Linked DNA regions of Mus musculus: all the other regions are linked to region 3. The links are chromatin contacts, called in public HiChIP or PLAC-seq maps. All regions are on one chromosome and are shown on one strand. Each heading gives the region's core, a stretch centred on a gene start, on an enhancer-like site or on the middle of the called end of the contact. The rest is flanking DNA. Distances are from core to core; before and after follow the strand shown. Region 1 holds the start of Oasl1 (2'-5' oligoadenylate synthetase-like 1). Region 2 holds the start of Oasl2 (2'-5' oligoadenylate synthetase-like 2). Region 3 overlaps Git2 (GIT ArfGAP 2).

Evidence for each region. HiChIP or PLAC-seq counts read pairs in DNA pulled down with a chosen protein or histone mark.
Region 1: an H3K27ac HiChIP or PLAC-seq map of embryonic stem cells shows a contact between it and region 3, with 5 read pairs. The contact joins the promoter of Oasl1 here to the enhancer-like site in region 3. A contact is called at or near these places in 7 of 39 promoter capture datasets (the 3T3-L1 cell line, the HPC-7 cell line, HPC-7-derived erythroid cells and 3 more), 1 of 15 datasets of contacts at CTCF or cohesin (large pre-B cells), 1 of 115 datasets of contacts at active chromatin or transcription factors (embryonic stem cells) and 4 of 9 other capture datasets (adipose tissue, embryonic stem cells, liver and 1 more).
Region 2: a contact with region 3 is called in an H3K27ac HiChIP or PLAC-seq map of microglia, with 10 times the contacts expected there. The contact joins the promoter of Oasl2 here to the enhancer-like site in region 3. A contact is called at or near these places in 2 of 39 promoter capture datasets (embryonic stem cells and hematopoietic stem and progenitor cells), 1 of 15 datasets of contacts at CTCF or cohesin (large pre-B cells), 21 of 484 Hi-C or Micro-C datasets (B cells, CD4 T cells, the G1E-ER4 cell line and 7 more), 3 of 115 datasets of contacts at active chromatin or transcription factors (the HPC-7 cell line, embryonic stem cells and microglia) and 4 of 9 other capture datasets (adipose tissue, embryonic stem cells, liver and 1 more).

What each region holds. Positions count from the first base shown.
Region 1 is chr5:114,920,720-114,924,711 of GRCm38.p6, reverse strand. It overlaps Oasl1 (2'-5' oligoadenylate synthetase-like 1), which reads right to left and starts at 1,472. Exons shown (of 6, transcript NM_001359945.1): 1 at 1,103-1,472. The coding sequence starts at 1,300. It overlaps Gm13822 (predicted gene 13822), which reads left to right and starts at 2,451. Exons shown (of 2, transcript NR_166682.1): 1 at 2,451-2,661.
Region 2 is chr5:114,895,666-114,900,259 of GRCm38.p6, reverse strand. Oasl2 (2'-5' oligoadenylate synthetase-like 2) reads right to left here and starts at 3,326. Exons shown (of 6, transcript NM_011854.2): 1 at 2,398-3,326; 2 at 230-518. The coding sequence starts at 2,595.
Region 3 is chr5:114,749,205-114,753,225 of GRCm38.p6, reverse strand. Git2 (GIT ArfGAP 2) reads left to right here. Exons shown (of 20, transcript NM_001347400.1): 9 at 896-947; 10 at 3,592-3,664; 11 at 3,886-3,983. Among named protein-coding and RNA genes, the nearest start is that of Git2, 22 kb to the left of the region's middle. Within about 2 kb of position 1,450, at least 8 of the 459 cell types and tissues checked have an H3K27ac peak or open chromatin away from gene starts, as enhancers often do. A contact at or near this core is called in embryonic stem cells and microglia, where this site is marked.

The DNA.
Region 1 (3,992 bases), core at 223-2,722, 170 kb before region 3:
CAGCTACACTCAGCCCTTGCCCCACCCCCTTCCAGGGTCTGTTGAACCTGTGATCCTTAGCTCAGCTAGGGGGTAGGGGTGGCAGTTGGAAGAAGGATTTAAGGAGGAAAAAAAAATATTAGTGAGAAACTTGGGTCACCGTTTGAGTAGCCGGGTTCAAATCCCAGCTCTGACGTCAGCAGTTACATCTCTGAACAAGCCCAATGGCTACTCTCAGCCTCCATTTTAAGAGTCTTTCAGTTATCAAAATATTAAAACGTGGAAAAAATTAGGAAGAAGATACCATCCAGGCAGCCAGCACATCTAAACTTGCCACATCGGTGACTGTCTTTCTTTTGTACATGCTAGGCTTTCACTCTAGCCTTGAGCCACATCCACAGATCCCGCATTTGTGTCATCTCAATCACTTTAAAGTGAGTAGCGGACAGCAAGGAGCTTTGCCCCAATACAGCATAGCATGTGTCCCCCTAAAGAGAGTTCCCCACCCCAGTAGGTGCGATTTAACTTGACAAACGGCAGTTTTCTTACCAAAATGCAGGTCATATTAAACATTTACCACTCATCCCCAAACTCACACTCTCTCTGTGTCTCTGTCTGTCTGTGGTGTGTGTGTGTGTGTGTGTGTGTGTATGTGTGTGTGTGTGTGTGTGTTGTTCTGTGATATGTAACCTAGGCTGTGAACCAACCATCCTCTTGCTTCTCTACCTCCCACATGCTGGGGTTGCAAGAATGGGCCCCCAAGTCAGGCTCTCAAAAATTGTTATTTACAAATTACATGTCAGGATCCAACTAGAGGCCTTGCATTGCATGTGGTCACTGTAGCTCTGACATTGTGGAGCCTTTGTTAGGCTCATCTGTAAAATGGGACAAGAATGGTATCTATCTCTCAGAGTATAAGTTTTAATGATAGAATATGCAGGCTTTCCCTACCATTTTCTCCAGAGGTGGTCTTTTATTATCTTCTTTAGTAGTTCATTCTGCTCAAGGCTCGCGGGGCTGTCTCGAGATGTCAGAAGCGTGAACTAGGGATCACGAGGCGAGGGGACTCCCTGGCACTGGGGTTTGCCCTGTCCTGGCTGGGAATGGTGAAGTCCAGTCTTACCTTGAGTACCTTGAGCACGCGCACATCCCGAGCCGGGCCACGATCTTCACGGAAATTCTCCTGCCTCAGGAACTGCTCCACTGTCTGCACGGTCTCCAGGACCTCTTCTTTCCACTCTCTGGTTGGCTGCAGCCACTGAGCCACAAAGGAGTCCAGCTTGGAGGCCGGGAAGCCGTACAGCTCCTGGGCGACTGCCATGGCTACAAACTGACCGTCAGCTACCTCAGGCAGGCGCAGGGCTATATAGCCAAGCACCCATCCAGCTGCCGGTACTCACCTCCTCCTTTTTTAAGGCGGCTCCTTTCCAGCTGACCTCTGGCACCCAATGGCGGAAAGGGGGGTGAAGAGAGAAGCTTGGGAGCATGGCTCTATGGGGGGGTCCCCTCCTTGGAGATTTATTGTCATGGTAGGTGTGCCGAGGGACCAGAGGCTGGGGTTGGCCGGTCTGGACCGCCTTAACAGGGTTGGCATGGGGCCAACTTTTGTGCTGTTAAGTTTCGATTCTCAACATTTGTAGTTTCTCTTTTGTGACGTTTGTAAACTGAAATTGGCTTGAGTCTGACCTTCCAGAGACACCTTGTCTGGATGACTTAGGCCAACTGCCCCGACCCGTCATAGGGAAACTGAGGTTTGGAAAGAGAAAGAGCCTAGTCATGGCTGTGGTAAGGAATGAGGAATCTGGAATCAGAAGGACACTTTGAGGTTGTCAGATGCTTTTTCTTTATTTTATTTCAAAGAATTATTATTATATTTATATAAAAGTTAGTATATTTCATTTAAAAGATTTAAATTTTTATTTATATTTTATTTACTTTATATTTACATATATTTATATGAGAAAATTATATTTATGTATTTTGGGTTTTTTTTTAGGAGGGGGACGCATGTCATGGCACAAATGTGGGGGTCAGAGTAAAACCTGCAGGGGCCTGTTGTCTGCTTCCACCGCACGTGGATTTTAGGACCCATACTTGGGTCATTAGGCGTGGCAATATGGTGTGAAACGAGGAAAAGAGAAACTCATATGGTAGGACATGAAATATGGCGAGAAACACTGAAAAACGTGCAAAAAGAGAAACACACGGTAGGACCTGGAATATGGCGAGAAACAGTGAAAAACGTGAAATATGAGAAATACACACTGTAGGACCTGGATTGTGGCCAGCCTGGTCTACAGAGTGAGTTCCAGGACAGCCAGGACTACACAGAGAAACTCTTATCTCATAGAAACAGGAAACAAAACATCTTGAATGTGTTTGCATTTAAGCACGCAAACACCACACACACAGTCTCAATAAAACGTTTTCAAAGCCAAAACAACCCAAATGAAGGTGCCTCTAACAGAGATCGTTACAGACATGAGACCTAGCAGGGGCTGTGTAGAGAAGTGGGTGGAGCCGGGCTCTGAGGTAGTTAAAGATTCAGAGCTGGGGTTGCTGAAAGAGTTCAGCAAAGCAGAACGAGGAAGAGCAGGAGGGTGAAGGAAAGGAGAACGTTCTGGAAGCCAAGTGATAATGCTGTTTGACAAAGAGGAAGTGGCTCACTAAGTCACATGTCAGGTGAGCCCGTTCAGCCTCCTTCCCAGGGTGAATCAGAAGCGTGGCGTGCAGAGAACTTAGAACCTAGCATGATCGCTCTGCCACCTTCTGTACTAAAGATAGACGGCAGCAATGCTACAGGCAGGGAGATGGGTCTGACACCGTGTGGCGGTCCATGCAGGATGCAGCAGTGAGCGGGCTGTGGTGGCACAGGCCTTTAATCCCAGCCCTAGGGAGGCAGAGGCAGGTGGATCTCTGTAAGTGTGAAACCAGACTGGTTGATACGGTGAATTCCAGGTCAGCTGAGGCTGCGTAATGAGACCTGTCTATAGAAAGAGAGAAGAGGGGCTGGAGAGATGGCTCAGCGGTTAAGAGCACTGACTGCTCTGTCGGAGGAGGTCCTGAGTTCAATTCCCAGCTACCACATGGTGGCTCACAATCATCTGTAATGGGATCCGATGCAGTCTTCTAGTGTATGTCTGAAAATAGCAATTAAAAAAAAACTCTTATAAAAATAGATAAATCTAAAGTTAAAAAGAAAAAAGGAAGGAAGAGGTGGGCAGGGGGGCGATGGGCACAGAGCGGATAAGGAAAGGGGCTGGGTCCCAATTTTTTTCTTTTTTTTAATTCTTTTTTTTAATTGGATATTTTCTTTATATACATTTCAAATGCTATCCCAAAAGTTCCCTATACCCTCCCTCCACCCTGCTCCCCTACTCACCCACTCCCGCTTCTTGGCCCTGGCATTCCCCTGTACTGGGGCATATAAAGTTTACAGTACCAGGGGCCTCTTTTCCCAGTGATAGCTGACTAGGCCATCTTCTGCTACATATGCAGTTAGAGATACGTGCTCTGGGGGGACTAGTTAGTTCATATTATTGTTCCACCTATAGGATTGCAGACCCCTTCAGCTCCTTGGGTGCTTTCTCTAGCTTCTCCATTGGGGGCCTAGTATTCCATCTTATAGATGACTGTGAGCGTCCACTACTATATTTGCCAGGCACTGGCATAGCGTCATGCGAGACAGCTATAACAGGGTCCTTTCAGCAAAATCTTGCTGGCATTGTGCAATAGTGTCTGGGTGGTCCCAAGTCTCTGAAGGAGGAGGAAGCAGGGATAGCTGATCCCCTCTGGCTTCGTCCATTAGTGAAAGGAGGAATAGCAGAGCCGGTGGAAGCCTAGGAGTGAGTCTGCAGGAAGAAATGGAGGTGCCTTGCATGTGGAGGTGGGAAGCTTCATGGGGAGACCACACATGGTTTTCCTTGTCACACAGATGATGGCCACTAGCGCCCCGAGAGAGAATGTTATCCCCTCTGTAGGGTAACTCCGGTGAAAATGTTTTCTGGGTCTCT
Region 2 (4,594 bases), core at 2,077-4,576, 150 kb before region 3:
TTTCCAGAGGGTGGGTAGGAATTCATTCTTTATGATAAATCCTTCCTCCCCATGTAACACTGGGACATGGGAACCCATGCAAGGATATTTATTTATTATGGAAGTCTATCCATCTTCACAGTATGATTTCAGTCCCACCTATCTATCTACAAAGCAATCTTCCAGAGGAATCTTGCTAGAGGAAGACCCCAGAATTCTTTCTTTAAACTGAAACTTCCACTGGATTTACCCAAAGCATCGTAAGCTGGGAGGATATCCATCCAAATAATGTCATCAGTCTTCCGGGACTGAACCTTTAGGGTGAGGGAGCGAGGGGCCCTTTTGCCCTCTCTGTGGGTAAGGACAATGATGTTGTAGGCCAGGCTTCTGCTACAATGAATCAGCCTCTTCTTAATGAAGCTGATGACGACCTCCCGGTTTCTCGCCTGCTCTTCGAAACTGGAAAAGCAGCTTAAGAACAGAATCATGTCTTGGTCAGATCTGTGGTTCAGCGTTGTCCCCTTTCCCGAGGAGCCTCCCTGTGGAAGGTGACAATGGCAGATTTACCTCTCCTGAGATTTGATGCTTTGAAGTTGAGAGTTAAGCCAGACCCATTCATGGTAAGTTCTCTGTACAGTCCTTTAAGAGAGACCTGTGCTGTGGGCGTTATGGGCTGAGCATCCCTGATCCAAAACTGAGAGACCCAAATGTTCTGAAATCTCAACAAGGGCAACACTTTATGTGTATGGCTGCTTTGTCGGCATGTACACATACACCATAGGTGTGCCTGGTGTCTATCCTCAGAAGCCAGAAGAGAGGTGGAAGGGAGCGCCTCTGGAGTTAAGTTACAGGTAGCCACCATTCTAGGCACAAAACATACCAACCTCAGAACTACATCCCTAGCCCAAAACAAATTGCTACTTGAAAAATGCTATAATGAAACAAAATCCTTTTTCTGCTAGTTTAAAAAAAAAAAAAGGTAAAACCAAAGAAGATGAGAGAGTCTAAACCTCAGCTCCTCCTCTTGACCCCTCGACAGTGCCTCACTGATGCAGTCACGGCTGGCCTGGAACTTGCTATAAGAACAGGTTTAACAGTCTTAAACTGGTAATCCTCCTGCCTCAACCTCCCGACTGCTGGGGTTACAGGTGAACGCTACCACACCCAGCTCTGGACTTCCTTTTTTTGTTGTTTGTTTCTTTCAAGTCCCAGAAGCCAAGAGGCTGCTACAAGCAATCGACCTAGGTCAGGCAGAAATTTGCAGGAACCAGAACACAAATGGGATACGATGTATCCTTTTGCAGCAGCTGTGGGAGTTTCCATTTCTGTCTTCAAAGCTTTTTGGCTAAGAACCCTCCCTGATCTCTGGTTTTGAAGGTTTGTTGAGATTTTTCTTCATCAAAAGCTCTTTCTCTCCCGTCTTAACCTCTGCTACCATGGCTCAGAGTTCCCAGGTAAAGTTGACTTACTCAAGTTAACTTAAGTTGTCATGCCGGGTGGTGGTGGCGCATGCCTTTAATCCCAGCACTTGGGAGGCAGAGACAGGCGGATTTCTGAGTTCGAGGCCAGCCTGGTCTACAAAGTGAGTTCCAGGACAGCCAAGACTATACAGAGAAACCCTGTCTCGAAAAACAAAAACAAAAAAAACAAAAAAAAAAAAACCACTTAAGTTGTCATTCATTTTAGCAGAATAAACAACACCCAGAGCTCTGATCCAAATGGTCTTGATTGGAGGGGGTGGGCTGTAAGTTTGTGTTTTTCTGGGAGAAACAGCTAGCCGTAGAATTACTTACACAGGCAGCCCTTAGAATCCCAATGGTTTACCAAGTAGTCTTGCTAGGTAATTTCTAACATGACCAATACTACTAACTTAGAGAACAATAGGTTTCCTTCACTTAGAAGTAAAGTAGTAGTCTTTTTTTTTTTCTTTCCTATCCTTTCCCCCTTTCCCTTTTCCTCCTTTCCCTTTTTCCCTTCCCTTCCCTTTCTCCAGACAGGGTTTCTCTATGCAGCCCTGGCTGCCCTGGAACTCACTCTATATCAGGCTGGCCTCGAACTCAGAAATCTGCCTGCCTCTACCTCTTGAGTGATGGGATTAAAAGCATGCAGGACCACACACGCCTGGCCAAGTATTATTTCTTAGACAGGAAGCAAAGGCACACATTTTATGGAAACCGGTGACTATGGTCCATTCAGGAACCAGAATCCCAAATTATCATTACCACCTCTGTCCTTCAGCATTGCAAGGCTAATTTTAAATGCACAGAAATTTTCTATGCTTTATCCCATTTACTGCTTCTACTAAACCCATCTTAAGAAGAGGACACAGACTCAGAGGGGGTGAAATGGCCCACCTCTCAAGTTCACAAGCCCCACAGGGCAGAGGTGAGCTTTAAACTCAGAACCCTGTGTGCTTACCTTCACCACCTTAATCACCCTGACTTCTTGGTCCAGGAGCAGCTCATCACGGAAGCACTGTTCCCGAAAGAACCTCTCGATTCTCTCCCAGGCATCCTGCCCTTCCTCTTTCCAGTCCCTCTGGGGCTGAAGGCTGTGTTCCAGGAAGTGGTCTAGACTGTCCCCAGGGGTCGCATACAGGTCGGGGAACGGGTCCATTTCAGCTGGGCCAGCCTGTCCTCTAGATAAATCCTCTGAGCTTCTGCTCAGCTCTGATGGGAGAAGCTTCCTGCAGCGTTCTCTGGAGGAGACAATGGGATGGAGAGTTGCATGGAAAGAAGAAAAGCGCTCTGCCCCTCCCTCCTTGGAGAAACTGGAAACAGAAACCAAGCTTTGACAAGAATTGAAAGTGAAACTGCAGGGAGATCCAGTTTACCTTCTTCAAGGCAGAAGGGAACAGGAGTTAAGGATGCAGTCTCCCCACCGGCTCTGTTGTGAGCACAGGATGTTGTTTACCACAACAGAGTAAGATTCAGCAGTTTCAGTGGCAGCGATTTGGCCACATAATCTCATCTGCCTGGTGATCTGGCAGTGGCAAATGCATTTATTTCATTCTTAATCACGCATAGTGTCTCCGTTACTAGTGGCGTCTCGAGCGATAGGGTTAGGCTAGGTTATTCCTGCTTATGCTGAGGGTCACAACATCCACACTCCACATTCCTAACTACCGACCTCAGCTAGTCTCCCCGAGGCTGCTCATCATCTGTGCAGGTGTCTTAGCTGAAGGCCATATCCAGGGTCAGACTCTCCAGCTGCAGGGCCCATCGAGGTGACATTTCTCTGATGCCTACCGCAGTCCCAAAGATGTGAGGCACAAAGGATTGCTCCTGGTCAATGGACAGCGTGAGGTAGTCTCACGATGTTTTCTGTCTAGTTATCTTCAGTGAGTGACGTGTTCTGGTTATCAGGTGCAGCCTTGGGTGTAGGATTAGGTTCCTGACTAAGCTTTTTTTTTTTTTTCATGCCTAAAAGGCAACTTTTGCCACAGTCACCACAAATAGTAACTTTCATATCACACTACCCAGGAAACACATCTATATATCCTGTCTTGGTTAGGGTTCCTATCTCTGCTATAAATACCATGTCCTGGGGAAGAATTTTGTTTGTTTGTTTGTTTTGGTTTGGTTTTGTTTTTGTTTTTTGAGACAGGGTTTCTCTGTGTAACCCTGGCTGTCCTGGAACTCACTCTCTAGATCAGGCTGGCCTGGAACTCAGAAATCCACCTGCCTCTGCCTCTCAAGTGCTGGGATCAAAGGCGTGTGCCACCACCGCCCAGCGGAGGAAAGGTTTTTTTTGTGGCATCTTCGAGATTGCCTACCATGCAGGGAAGTCAGGGCAGGAACTCAAGAACAGAGGCGGTGGATGAGTGTGTGCTGCTTATTGGTTTGCTCCTTATGGCTTGCTCAGTCTGCTTTTTCATACACCCCAGGACTGCCCCCCCAGGGTTGGCATGACCCAGAATGGACGGGGGGGGGGGGGGGGGGGGAAGGGGGCGGGACCCTCCCCCATCAATCACTAATTTAGCAAATGCCTCACAGGCTTGCCTAAAGGCCAGTTTTTGTTTTGTTTTGTTTTGTTTTGTTTTTCCCGAGACAGGGTTTCTCTATGTAGCCCTGGCTGTCCTGGAACTCACTCTGTAGACCAGGCTGGCCTCGAACTTAGAAATCTGCCTGCCTCTGCCTCCCAAGTGCTGGGATCAAAGGTGTGCGCCACCACTGCCCGGCTAAAGGCCAGTTTTATGGAAGTATTTTCTCAGTTGAGATTCTCTCTTCTCAGAAGAAGGAAGCTTGGATTGAGGTTTGAGGTGCTTGCTTGACACAGATGCTAGTAAGGATTTACTAGTAAGCTTGCTTACAAAATAACCAAGTAACGTGTTAACTCTCCTGTCCACCTGTGTAAAGGTGGATGGCCATTGGGGTCAAGGAGACCATGTCAACAAGGGGTCACTGAGTTGAAACAGAGCCCCAGAAACATTGAGGAAGGAGTCCTGTGCTTGTGGGTCCCGGGTGCCATGCCTCAGGTGTCAGATGACGTTGTAAGTAGTCTGGTGGAAACTGAAGATAGTCTAAACATATACTTTGTGTCTCTTAACCCATCAGACTACTATAATTGAAATGATGGGTCCCAAAGAAATGGTAATTTCCCCAAAAATCTCATG
Region 3 (4,021 bases), core at 201-2,700:
AGTGCATTGTATGTTGTGTTTAACAGAGCTCATACATTTTTCTCTTTTATGGCTACTCACTTTGGAAATAAGACGGCTGTAAGTAAATTACCGTGTGAAACTTAACTTGGAAAGAGCCCAGAGCTCAGTTGCACTGATGCAGAGTCGTAGCCAGGGATACCTCCACTGTTTGTCCAGTTGTCCTGCTGTTTTGTGTTTATAGGTTATAGTCACAGGTGTTTCTGTGTCAGGAGACAGTCTGCTTTGCCTTTGACAGGCCCTGGTGCATTTCACATTAATCTGTGGGCTATCAGCATGTCACGGCTGCTCAGCATGGGTTACAGGCTGGATGAATTTGTACATTTTGAGAAATGAATGTTCTTTTTCCTTCTCTACTCAAAATGTTTAAAAACATAAAAGCCACCCTTAGTTCATGAGCTGAGCTAAAAAGTCCTTAGCCGTGTCCCCAGCCTGTAAGGTGCAAGGACTGTCACCACCCCACCCACCCCCACCCCCACCCACCCCCAACCCCCCATTCACTGCTGTTGTAGCTGTGAGCTTGTCTTTCTGCCTTTTCTGTTTCCTCTCCGTTTTGTCTTGACTTTTGTTTTCCTTTGTGCCATGGGGGGAATGCAGTGGCTCACGCGTTGGACACAGGCTTTCCTACTGAGCCACACCCCGAGGCCTAGAGAGGAACTGAAGAACGGTAGCTTCCACCACCCTGCGGTGGGGCAGTTTGCTCTTACCTGACTATTGGGTCTCTAAGAGTCCTGACCAAAGTGTCTAAGTCTTCAATGACTGCGGCTACAGAATCGTTCCATAAGCAGGGCTATCTCCTCCCTCGGGTGTCTTAGTCTTCTAGTGAGGTCACGGCAGCTTCTGTGCACTTGCTTAATGGTTTTGTGCTTTTTCTTAGCAGCCTGGATTTGTCTGAGTTGGCAAAAGCTGCGAAGAAGAAACTTCAATCTGTGAGTATCTCTTCCCTAGGAACCCCAGTATGGAACCCTTGTTGGTCCCTGTTGTCAGTCAGAGTTACCTATTGCATCATAGTAGCTAAATTAGACACATGCTGTCTGGTCTGAATGCAGTAACCAAGACCAAAAGCACTTTAGTATATCCAGGCGGCTGACTACTTCAAACAACCCGTGATCTTTTCTGTTAAAAATGCAGCCCTTGCCTGTGATGGTAGAGAACCAAAGTTGTGGGTGTGTCTTGGGGTCCTGGGGTGTGTGGGGCACCCCTTCTTGGCATTTGTTACGTTACTCACATGGGATACCGAGGACTAATAGTAGCTGCTGGTAGGGCAGTGAGTCTAGACATCCGTCCACTGCAGTGCTGTGACTCCTGCCCATCAATCATATGCCGTTCCTAGAGCTTGGTAAATTTATGCTGCGGAGAGCTTGTGGCCTGGACCCATTGTGTGTGCTCAGGGTTTACCCAGCCCTGCAGGTCACAAGATCACTTTACTCTTTGTCTTCCCGGCAAGAGGCCCTTTGTCTGTCTTTCCCATGATGCCTCACCAGGTGCTTTCTGCTCACCTTGTGAGATTTCACTCCTTACCTGTTCTCAGTGGTCCCTGCATCAGAACCAAGAGCCTTGACTTCTCTCTGTGACCTTTAAAGACCCTTAGGCACCAGCTTACTTCCCCTCTGGTTAGGTGTACGTGCATTGTTGGAGCAGCTCTGTGAATCAGCTCTCTTGAGGGCAAAAGCCACTGCCTTGGAGCCCTGCTTCAGGACGTGTGCCTGCATGTTTGCCTTGTCTGGTTCTGGCTCCTCTTAGACTTAGAACTTGGTGCTTCCATGTGTGAGCAAAGCCCGGTTTCCTGCCCTGTGGTTTCCCTCCTTCCCTTTCACAGAGATTTTTAGAGCCTCATACGATATCACTATCACATAAAGTGGACTTATCCTTCCTAGTACTTAATTATACTGTGAAATAAATGTTTTATGCAATTTGTTTGGTGTCTCTGTGTTCTGTATCTATAGTTGTGTGTTTGAGTGTATTATGCCTTTCTTAAGGAAGCCACCTAGTAGATAAATAAGATGTCACGCTTTCGAGGCAGCGCAAGAGTGTGTGCTTTCCTTGTCCTTACTGTAGTTTGTAAGCAAACTTGTACCTGGCATCAGACTCCTCCTTGCTCTGTCTGTTGGCTGGGCTGGATACCACATGAAGCCTGAGGTTATGGGGTGGGCATTAAATACATACCTTGGGTATAGTTTCCTATGCCCTTAAGACCTTGGGCTGTCTGTGTGTCAGGCTTGCCCAGCTCACGGCAGCCCCCAAAGCACAGCCTTCCAAGAGGAGCGCTGGGAAGGGGACACTGTCGGGCATCCCTGTTGGGCATCCCGGCCCTCCTCCGGGTAGGTGTTGCTCTTAGCAGCGCAGGGCAGCACTCAAACCCCCACTCCACCCTTTTCCATCCTTCTCTTTCTTCCTCCTTCCCTTCCTGAGTCTGTCTCATACTCTCTCCTTCCTCCCTAGTGAAAAACTGAGAGAAATATAACAGAAAAAAAAAAAAAAACAATGTATTCTTGGGTTATGAAAATGTCTGTTCCTCGATGTCCTTGTCTGTAAAGTAAGACAGTAGTGAACTCTGTCCTGTCCTCGCTGCTGGCTTTGGATGGTGTCCTTAGCACTGTGTCTAAGATGCCACTGGCCCTGAGCAGTTCTGCCATGTGGCCACGAGTGACAACAAAACAGCTTTCAATCCAAACCCCTGCAGGGTCCTCAGTGAGCGCCTTCTGTGGGGTTTATTTTGAATGATCAGTTAATCCGAGGGCACTAGGGAACTTAAAGAAAGATGGGACCATCCTCAGTCACCTCGCTCTCTGCCAGCGCATGCTCAGCGCTTGGCATATCCCCTCAGCCTTTATTTCCTACGCATACCATTTTTTTCTTTCTCGAAACTGTAGTAGCAGAATTTCATACTCTGCTTTTTTACACGGGGCACGAGGCAGTCAGTAAAGACACAGGATGCAAAGCAATAAAGAGGCCATAGTCCTCGAGTTGCAGGATGACAGAGGAGCCAGACCCCAAGGCTGGGGCTTCAGCCTGCCTCCGTGGGGAGACCTGGATAGTCCTCCAGTTCCTGGCTGCTGTATGAAAGTTTGGTCTGTGGGGCTGTGCTATGAACTGCACCCCAAGCGGCACTGGGGTGGGGTGGCGGCCACGCTGTGCTTTGCTTGATAGGAAGCCTCTCTGCGACGCGTGTTGTTACACAGTGGCACCCTTCCCCACCCCAGCAGTGCAGCCATCCAATCCATAGCCTTGCACAACCTGGGCAGACATCCTGACGCTGAGCCCCGTCGCCATCCCCTTCCTGTTGTAGAGCAGACATAAGTTCTCCGGACAGCAGACTTCTGGGGTGCTGGCTGACACAGGGAGCAGGGGGGACTTGTGTATGAGAGGGTTTGTAACAAGTTACTCTTGCCTTCTTTGTGACAGTAGCCTGTGTGTCAAAGAGCAGGGCCTGAGAAATGCTGTTCTAGAGCTGGCTTTGAGTAGGAACACCCCCACCCCCACCCCACCCGCCCGGAGATGAAGGGTGAGGCCGGCACAGGCATGCTCCCATGTTAACTGCTGTCCCTGTGTCCCTGATGTGTTTATTTTCAGCTGAGTAATCATTTGTTTGAAGAACTTGCCATGGATGTGTACGACGAAGTTGACAGGCGAGAGACTGACGCAGGTGACGTAGCATGCGGCCTACCTACTCCCGGTGGGCGGCGGCCAGCTGCTGGCCTGGGTTTCTTCTTGTCCAGATGCCCCTGTCCTCATAGCCCATGTGCAGAGACGTGCTTTCGCGCGCGTTGGCTTCCAAGTGGGCTTCCCCGGGTCTCCCGCCCGGTGCATGAGCCGTGCCACCGCGGGGGTGCTGAGATTCTCTCTCGGCTCCTTTCTTCCGGCTAGTCTGGCTTGCCACGCAGAACCACAGTACCTTGGTAACCGAGACGACCGTCGTCCCTTTCCTTCCGGTCAACCCTGAGTACTCCTCCACACGAAACCAGGCAAGTGGCTCTGTATGAAGAGTTACTAATAGTATTAT